Linked DNA regions of Sus scrofa: region 1 is linked to region 2. Evidence: chromatin contacts called from public HiChIP or PLAC-seq data. All regions are on one chromosome and are shown on one strand. The core of a region is the stretch at or near the end of the contact, and the rest is flanking DNA. Distances in the headings are between cores, read along the strand shown.

Region 1 (5,137 bases), core at 1,359-3,858, 150 kb after region 2:
ATGCTGCATGTGTTGCCCTAAAAAGACCAAGAGAAAATGAAAAATAAAGAGGCTCCAAGAATTCCAGCTCTGGTGCAGTGGGTTAAGAATCCAACTATAGTGGCATGGATCATAGCTGCAGTTTGGATTCCATCCCTGGCCTGGGAAATTCCATATGCCTTGGGTGTGTATATATACACACACACAAACACATCAAGAGGCTCCAGAAAACTCCCTTGCCCCTCCCACCATGACAACACAGTGAGAAGTCTGCAGTCTGCAGTCCAGAAGAGGACCTTCCGAAAAACCCAACCACACTGGTACCCTGACCTTGAACTTCCAGCCTCCAAAACTTGAAGAAGTAAATTTCTGTTGTTTGTAAGCCACACTGTCTGTGGCATTTTGTTACTGCTGCCAAGATGGACTAAGACAGTAGAAGCTACAGGAAACAGATTGCACACAAACCTGCCTGACTCTTGTGAAAGGAGATAGTAAGAAACTGATGGAGAAGTGCTCTCTGTGCATCAATTTTGCACCATTGTGAGAAAGGAGTTCCTCATCACATGTTAATAAAAAAAAAATAACAGGTGTTTCCTTGTGGCACCGGGGGCTAAAGATCTGGCGTTGTCACTGCAGTGGCTCGGGAACTTCCATGTGTTTTGGGCAGAGCCAAAAAGAAAGGAGAAGAGGAATAGCAAATACCTTTTATTGCTAAGTGTTTAAAATACGATCTCCCTGAATCTTCATAACTTTTAAGGTTGACACCACTGTTATTCCCAGTTGAGAGCTAAGGAAATTGGGGCACAGAAAGGTTATTTAATAACGCAGAGGTCGTTAAGTGATTTTCCCAAGGTCCCATAGAAGAAAGGGGTGCACCCAGGATTCTAGCCCTATTAGTCTGACCCTAGGGTCAGCTCTAAACCTCTGAGCCAGATGGGCCAGGCAGCTGCCTGCCTGGAATTCGAGCTGTGCCAGCCCTGGTGTGAAGAGCTGCCTAACCATTCCTTTGGGATACGGGAGCTAGAAGGAGTTTTATGTTACCCCTAACCTACCCCCTCAGGACACTGTGGGAAAAAAACAAAAGCAAAAAAAAAAGCCACTGGTTTTCTCTCAGTCGTCAACCTTCCATCATCTTCCAGTGCTCCTTTGGAAGAACATGAATAAGACATGAGGAAATGCACTGGTCCCTGAGACCCAAACTCCTGTGTGTCCATCTGGATTACTGCCCCGGCTCCTGAGAGACCATAAGCAGCATCGGTGTGCGGGCTTTGCCAGATGATCATCTGTGACCTTGCTCAAGGCAGTGGGCTCCCCGGAAAACACCCTCTCCCTGGAATCTTTGTGTCCTTCCAAAGCAAAGTTTTCTCTTCACTCCCTGTTGACATTTTTCCTTTCTCTGATCATTTCCCCAGTGTCTTCGCAAGGATTAGAAGCAGGAGCAACACAAGTTTCAAATGCTTCCGTTTTTTTTTTTTTTTTTTTTTTTTTTTTCTTTAGGGCCATACCTGTGACATATGGAAGTTCCCAGGTTAGGGGTTGAATTGGAGCTGTAGCTGCCGGCCTACACCACAGCCACAGCAACGCCAGATCCTTAACCGGCTGAGCAAGTCCAGGGATGGAACCTGAATCCTCATGGATACAAGTCGGGTTCTTACCCCACTGAACCACAACTCGAACTCCCCCAAATGCTTGCATTTTTAGAGAAGGCGTGAGCTGTTCAGTCAGAGGTGAGGGCCAGAGACGGAACAGCCCTGCCGAGCCTGGGTGACAGAGCCCTGCAAGGCCAGCAGACAGTGGACCCAGGATCACGGCCTCCATGAAAATGGGCCCATTTTTTGGTTCCCGTCTGTGTCCTTTTGCCAATAACATATTTCGTGGCCCCTGGCTGGCCCCTGGGGAACATCCATTGAATGAACTATGTCTTTGGGGTTTAACAGCCTGTGAACATCGGAAGAACCAAGAAGGACTCTAAGGGGAAGAAAACCTTCAAACTTGGAGTTTCTGTTGTGGCTCAGTGGTAACCAACCCGACTAGTATCCATGAGGAAGTGGGTTCAATCCCTGGCCCCTCTCAGTGGGTTAAGAATCTGGCATTGCTGTGGCTGTGGTGTAAGCTCTAATTTGACCCCTAGCCTAGAAATGTCTGTATGCCACAAGTGCAGCCCTAAAAAGACAAATAAATAAATAACTTAAAACTCAAATAAAACTCCTTTAGATCATGTCAAGTGGAGATTTACTCCATCATTATTTTCCCACCCAGGGGTTTGCATGTCCCCGAGGACATGGAAAAGCACCAACCTCCTGTTTCCCTAACTTACCCCCTTTTAGTTCTGTTCTCAGGCCCTGTGAGTCCTGATTCTGTAAAGCTGGGGCACCCGGCCTGGCATACCCACTGGTTTGGTGCCGCCTTGGGTGGCCACATGCCCTGGAGCCTCTGAAGTAAAGACCTTTCTTGTGGTGGGATTCCCCAACCCCAGGTCCAGGGAAGAAGCCTCACCTGCTCGCATCTCTTGCCGATCTTACCTGTGATGAAGAGCATCCAAAGCAGCCTCCCGAGCCTAGCGCTCCTCATCGTCACGCGCACCAGCCCCAACTGCCCCCGCCTCATGGGACAGCTGTGAGGAACACTCTAACTAGAAGCTCCAGAAAGTTATGCAATAGGATATTACGCCACTTCTCGGAGGTGTTGGGTTGGATGCTCTGTCATCACTAGTTGCCTTGGCCCCAGACGTCAGAGACAACAAACGTGGATCCGAGACAGGGCTCAAGTCTCCAGGAAGTTTCTCCAAACCCCAGTTTCCTGTTCTTGGGGGATAATAACAATGATTCTTTTCAAGCAACCTCTTAGTGAGAACACTACTTCTGGGTAAACAGAGTAAGGAGTTAATGTTATCCGGGGATCAGAAGCCCACCTTGCTCTCCTGAGGCCCACCCTCTGCTCCCATCCAGTTCAGTGCAGGTAAGCGTGCCAGATGCACAGAGCCAGAGGTTGGAATAAAAAGCCCTCATTTTTAGGGGTTTTGTGAGAACTAGGTGAGGGCCCCATGGAAAGCGCTCAGCACTGTACCTAACATGGGTGTTGTTTCTGCATTCTGTCCTCAGCTGCACCCTGCTCCCCTTGGCTTTTTCTTTTGCTTTCCAGGGCCACACCCTGGCATATGGAGGTCCACAGGCTAGGGGTTGAATCAGAGCTACAGCTGCTGGCCTGTGCACGGCTCAGATCTGGTTGCTGTGGTGTTGCTGTAGCTGTGGCATAGGGAATAAAAAAAAAAATCCAGCAGCTTCCATACTAGAAGCAATCAAAGGCAGATTCGACAGGGTAAAAAATCAGTCACGGAGAAGATTCACTTCAGAAATACTTCCAAATGTAAAATCTATAAGGACATTTCAAAGAGCTCAAAAATGGTGAAGGACAAATCATGGATATCCAACCTACAAATAATGTACTAATAAGGGATATTTTTGAAATTTAACATGGGACAGTGGATCATAAATGAAGTTAAAATATATATTAAAAAATTTTTTTTCCAATATCCATGCATCCCAGTGTTGACTGCGGCACTGTTTACAATCACCAAGACCTGGAAACTACCTATGTCCATTGAAAGATGAATGGATAAAAAAGATATGGTGTACATATAAAATGGAATATTACTTAGCCATAAAAAAGGATAAAATGATGTCATTTGCAGCAACATGGATGGACCTAGAGATTATTACACTAAGTGAAGCCAGCCAGACAGAGGAAGACAAATACCCTATGATATCACTTATACCTGAAATCTAAAAAGTGATGCAAATGGACATATTTACAAAACAGAAACAGACTCACAGATGTAGAAAACAAACTTACCAAAGAGGAAAGGAGGAGGAAGGGATAAATTAGGAGTTTGGGATTAGCAGATACAAACTACTACACATAAAATAAATCAATGACAAGGTCCTACTACATAGCACAGGTAACTATAGTCAATATTCTGTTATAAACTATAATGGAAAAGAATACAAAAAAGACTATGCATATATTCTGAATCACTTTGCTGTCCACCAGAAACTAACACAACATTGTAAATCAACTATATTTTAATAAAAACTTTAGGAGTTCCTGCTCTGGTGCAACAGGATGGGACAGCATCTTGGGAGCCCTGGGAAGCAGGTTTGATCCCGGGCCTGGCACAGGGGGTTAGGGATCCACTTAGGTTGCAGCTGTAGCTCAGATCTGATCCCTGGCCTGGGAAGTCCATATGCCAGGGGTGGCAAAAAGAGAGAGAGAGAGAGAAACTTAAAAAAAACAAACAAAAAAAAAACATTCTCTAGATCTGAAAAGCAATCTGAAATTGGAGGTTGAGAGAATTCAACCTGGGCAAGGAAAAATTCATGAAGTGAAACCAAGACTATAAAGTTCCCGTGTTGAAAAAGTTTTCGTTAACACTCTTGCTGCTAAACAAACAGGAAAAAAAGAAAGAAAAAAAAAACTTGATTCCTTCAAAAAGGTTGAAATGAGCAGGAGTCAAATTTCTTTTCTGAGTAGCAAATACAGTGGGAGAATGTATAAAGAAAACCTTGCCTCTAGAATTTTATACTCAAGCCGAATGCTCTTCAAGTATGAAAACAGCAAAAAGGTGCTATCGTGTCTGCAAACTGAAAAAGCAAAAGATAAAAACAAGGGAGTTCCTGTTGTGGCTCAGCAGAAACCAATCTGACTAATATCTGTGAGGACACAAGTTCGATCCCTGGCCTCCCTCAGTGGGTTAAGGATCCCTCATTGCCCTGAGCTGGTGGTGTAGGTCGTAGACACGGCTCAGATCTGGTTGCTGTGGTGTTTCTGTTGCTGTGGCGTAGGACAGCGACTATAGCTCCAATTTGATCCCTAGCCTGGGAACTTTCATATGCCGCCGGTGCGGCCCTAAAAAAAGACAGACAAACAAACAAAAAAACTTCCAAGGTTAACGTTCATGTTCTACCTTAAAACTGTTGAATGCAGCAATTTATAAAATAGAGATGATAATAAAGAAATGTAAATCCTACCATTATACCTGCAGAGGTCGTTGTAGTTAAGATTTTCTAAAGTTTCTTCTATTCTTTGTTCTATAAATAATAACAGAAACTGTGCTTGGATTGAAACCTGCCAGACTTACAGTTTGTTTTATTTCTCTGGC
Region 2 (4,687 bases), core at 1,720-4,219:
ACACTAAACCTTAGCACATACTGAGCACTGGCCCCATCTTACCAAGTAATATATATATCGCCCATCTCTCTTCAGAACAGCCACTTCTCCAGATTTCTTTTCTAAGAAAAACAGTTAATAGTAACAAGAAACAAGAAAACCAAAATACTGATCGCCATTCTTAGATTTAAAAAAAAAAAAAAATCTTTATAGATCTGAGTTTATCTCAGAAGTAGAATTAATTTTCAATTCTGAAGAAAACTTTGCTCCTTATCAGCCTTCCCAAATACTGTATTCCTTAACTTCCAGCTTTCTTAATGTTTCCTCAATCATGTTTTCTTCACACCCTATCTTTGCTCCTGCTATATCTGTAAATATATCTACCCTCATTCATTTACAAAATTTGTCTACTGCCTTGAAGTATTTTCAAATGTACAGCATTTTTTACGTGTCAAATGTGTGTTCATTCAATAATCTTTTTACATACAAAGAGCTCATGTGTTAAGTAACTAAGCATCATGGGGAACACGGATGTATTAAAAAGTCCTTAATTATTAAAGACTATTCAATCAAGAGAAAGTGTCATGTTTACAAATAAATACAAAGCAGTAAGAAACTGATTTTTTAAAGACTGGCATCAGAATCACCAGCGGAGACTCGGATTCAGTAAGCCTGGACTGTGGTCTAAGCAACTGTTTCAGAAGCTCCACAAGTGATTCTAATACACATGTCTGGTTTAAAATCATTGGTAGAAAGTGATGGAAGGGATCTGTAAGGAACTTTCTAGACTCCTCTTTGAAGAATAAGTACAATACGGGTAAAGAAGATCTTGAGTGCCAAATTAATACCCATGGACTTGGTTAAAGCACTTCAGTTATGAAAGGTTTCAGAGAAGCAGTTATTATCAAGACAGATTTAGGAAGAAATTAAAGACTTTTACAAAAACTCAGATTTGGTAGGAAAAGGATCCAAACTAGAGGCCGTTTTTTTATGAAGAAAAACCTAATCTTCACGGTTAAAAGGACTCAGTGGTTTGGAATCCCACCCATACGGGTATATCTTGTTTCATAATCAAGTACAACAGGAGGTCAAAAGATGCTCTAGCCAGGGCAGATGAGTTGGAGCTCTTCTCAGAACTCACGTTGACTTAACAGTTCCTGCACCCCTCCAAATTTCTTCTTGAAGAGGACAGCTATCCCAGCGCCCATTCGACAATCCTCACTGATGCAGTGCGCTAAAGAGTCTGTCTTGGGGCATGCGAAAAGGTCTCCTTTCACATAAGTAATCTAAAATGTGCAAAGGGAAAGAAAATGTTTTATTAGATACCAAAAAAAAAGACGAAGCTACAGAAAAAGACTAAGCTATTTATTTTCCTTTACTGTGCCCACCACCACTTCTCCCCGCTTCCTCCTTTTGATTTAGTGACAAATCCTCAGAATTGAAAAAATTATCTAAAGCGAATTAAAGCATGTGTAAAACAAAGTGATGAGCGGCCTCTGCCTAGGATTTTATTGGCCTTTCTAAAGGAAATCAACAGAAGAGAGAAAAAAAGACAATTCAATTATTGGTTTAATTAAAAAGTGTTTATGCTTTTGACCTCAATTACTCTGAATTTCAGTTCACCAATAAGTTAATAGTTGTTACGCACTCTGCTTCCTTCTGAATCTTCATTAGGGCTGCCGGCCATGATAGAGTCGCTATTTCCAGAATTTAAGTGTTTCTTCAGCTATAAGAAGGGGAAAGGAAGTGAAAATGCTTAGGCAACCTGAATATATTACATTCAGACTGCCCCGACCACCCACTTACTAACTTTTCTGCCCCCCACCTATCGCTGAATGGGAGTTCGTTCAGCCTTCAAAAAGTAATGCAAAACTCTTCTGGGCAAGAAAGAGAAGCGGACGCCTGGGTTGGGGGGCGGCAGGGCTCCGCTCCCGTTTCGCGCTTTCCAGGAGAGAAAGGCGGCCCGAAGACACGCCTCCTCCTCTCCCCAAGCCAGCGCGGAGCAAGGCGGATTCGCAGTCTCCTTTTCGGTGCACGATCCAAAAGTATTTCCGCATTGGGTGTGGCCCAGAAGCAAAAAGGTGGGCCAAGGCTACGGTCCCGTTAAGCCGCAACAAGGGAGCAAACGGGACGGGGGCGGGGGCGGGCGTGTATACAGCGGGAGCGAGCACGAGAAAACAGAAGGCGGCCTCTCAAGGAAAGCTCCCCCCTATCTTTGGGGGGAAACGGGGGAAGTTTAGAGAAGCCTCCCATTCTCTCTCCTACCCTGGGGCGGATCAGCGAGGCCAAATGGCCTGTCCGGGGTCCCGTGGGAGGGAGCGGGGAGCCTCGTTCAAAGCTCCAACGTACCAGGTACCCTTCACCTGGAAAGGAGTCCGCCGTTAGGAGGTCCCGCCCCGCGGGGAAGGGCTCTGGTAGGTGGGGACCAGCGGACTAGTCCGCTTGTAGAGCCAATCCCACCACAGTCCTTAATTGCACGCACCTAAAATGGCCGCCCACCACCCGGGAGTGGGGCGGAAACGAGCCCTTCTAGCTAGCTAGCCGGACCTGCACTCTTTGGTGCTGGTCGCCGAACTTCCGGCGGTAAACTCCGTAGAGTATCCCGCCGCCGCCCGGGCATGCGTAACGAGATAGCGGCCGCGAGTTGGATAGAGCGGCGCTTGCGCATTAGTCCCAGGGGTGTGTCTCCAGAGGCCGCATAGAAGGGGTGGGCAGTTGGCAAAGGAATTGGTTAGCGCCTGCGTGGTCCTGTGCTCAGGGCGGTGTTTTGAGTTGAAGGGTCCGGCGCGTCAAGAGAGCGCCTGCGTATTCCTTCGGCCGGGGGAGGAATCTAATTAGGGAAGTGGGCGTGGCTTCATCGTACGCCTGCGCAGTGCTCTCTCAACGGGGATGGGGCGAGCCCAGAGCTCGGGTTAGGGGGCGTGGTCTCAGAGGCGCCTGCGCGGAGGCAGTTGGAGGGAGGCCCGATTCCCCTTTGTTCGGCTTCGCCATTTTGCGAGGCAGCGGCAGTGGCGGCGGCAGCGGCGGCTGGAGCCTCTGATTGGGTTTCGGGGTCCGGTACTGGAGCCAATCAGCGCGGGCAGCGAACCGGGGGAGCGAGGCACGGTGAGTGTGAGGAGCCAATATCCAGCGGCCCAGAGCCGGCCCCAGCGCCCCGATTGGCGGGTCTCGCTGACCACTCAGGAGAGGCCCAGGCTCCCGTCGAGCCCGGGGAGTCGAGCTGAGCCTAACCGAGCGGGGCTGCTGGCGGCCTCGGCTTGGAGCCTGCAAGCGCTCCGGGGTACTCCCTGCCGAGGCCTGCAGAGGGCTGCCCCGCGCAGGGATGGCGCTCTCGGGAGCAGGCACCTTGGGGTCCAGCCCTTTGCAGGGTGTCAGGGCCAGTTGGCCATGCGTCCCGGTTGTTTCTACCCTTAGGCCTAGGTTCTCAAGCTCCAGGCCCGGGGGTGGCGGGTTTGACTGCCACGAAGGCCCCCACGCTCAGGTATACACACAGACACACACACGCGCGCCCGGGCCTCGGCGGTTTTCTCCTGGTCGTTCGGCCTCACTCTTTAGCCTGCCCTAGCACTCACCACGCTCTAGCCCTGGAAGGGAAATCACTCCCCGCGGGGCCCGCGCACCCCACTTCTCCGTAAGCGGGTCTGGGTATCTCAGTCCTCTTGAGTCGGGAGGGAGACCCAGGGAGGACGCGCGCCCCGGCCACGGGGCCTTGCGTGCGGCGCGGAGAGGGGGGGGCCGGCCCGCCCCCGCCGTCCCTTTGATCCGTTAGTGCGCCCACTCCCCGGTCTGGCTGCGCCCCTCCTCCCAGCTCGGCCCGGGTCTCCAGCCAGGCGCCGTTACCACCCACTTTAGGCTCGTCATTTCCTCTCCTCCCCGCCCGGATCTCCGGGGCAGAACCGCACACCTCCGTCTTGGAGCCCAACCAAGCAGTCTGCCTTTCTTGCCCGGGCTGTAAGGCCTGTCCATTCGGCGCCTGGAACTTCAGTCTTCGAAGATTGCGAGCCCTGTGCATTCTTTTTCCCGGAAGCTGCACAACTTGTTTTTATATCACTGGCATTTTTTCTTGTTGCTTGGTCTTGTGAACTCTCGCTCCCTTAGGAACGTAGTACAGTCCTTTTTCTTTCACCTCTCTGTGTCGCTTTGAATGTATCAGGCTTCACTCATTAGCTCAGTCCACAACCATCCCTTGGTTTGATTTTTTGCTAGTATGTTGACGTTTTCTCAGTTGGTGTTAATAGAAACTTAATGGTCTTGTGGGATTTTCGTTAGGGTGAGAGAAAATCTCTGTTGACAGCCGAGCATGGAGCAGTTGGTGTGTACCAAGCATCCATGTATGTGCTGAGAGGAGAGTGGGTAAGGAGGTCGATAGGAACCTCCCCAGCCTGGTGGAGATTGACAGGTGACCAAGTAATTAATACTTTACGGTTTTGTGCTGTAACCGGACCAAGTTCAGTTCCGTGGTCAACTGACGTGTTGAGCTACCAACAGCCTCGGAGGGCTCTGCATTGCCACTCTTTGGACTGGCAAGGATGATGGGATTTCTTCGGACGATAAGAAATGGAAGAGCATTGCTCATAAAGAAGCACGTGCCAACGCTCCAAACTTTGCTGTATGTTGGAGGGGGAAGAGTTTATGCTGGAAAGCCCATTTGGTAAAAACAAACAAACAAACCAAAAAAACGCTTGTATATCTTGCCAGGGAATTTTTC

What was found. HiChIP or PLAC-seq counts read pairs in DNA pulled down with a chosen protein or histone mark.
Region 1: a contact with region 2 is called in an H3K27ac HiChIP or PLAC-seq map of alveolar macrophages. The contact joins the promoter of TREM1 here to the promoter of NFYA in region 2. A contact is called at or near these places in 1 of 47 Hi-C or Micro-C datasets (epiblast stem cells) and 1 of 2 datasets of contacts at active chromatin or transcription factors (alveolar macrophages).

What each region holds. Positions count from the first base shown.
Region 1 is chr7:36,529,188-36,534,324 of Sscrofa11.1, forward strand. It overlaps TREM1 (triggering receptor expressed on myeloid cells 1), which reads right to left and starts at 2,609. Exons shown (of 4, transcript NM_213756.1): 1 at 2,502-2,609. The coding sequence starts at 2,550.
Region 2 is chr7:36,383,746-36,388,432 of Sscrofa11.1, forward strand. It overlaps NFYA (nuclear transcription factor Y subunit alpha), which reads left to right and starts at 2,970. Exons shown (of 10, transcript NM_001243295.1): 1 at 2,970-3,084. OARD1 (O-acetyl-ADP-ribose deacetylase 1) reads right to left here and starts at 2,663. Exons shown (of 6, transcript XM_005665959.3): 1 at 2,527-2,663; 2 at 1,628-1,705; 3 at 1,121-1,265; 4 at 43-101. The coding sequence starts at 1,666.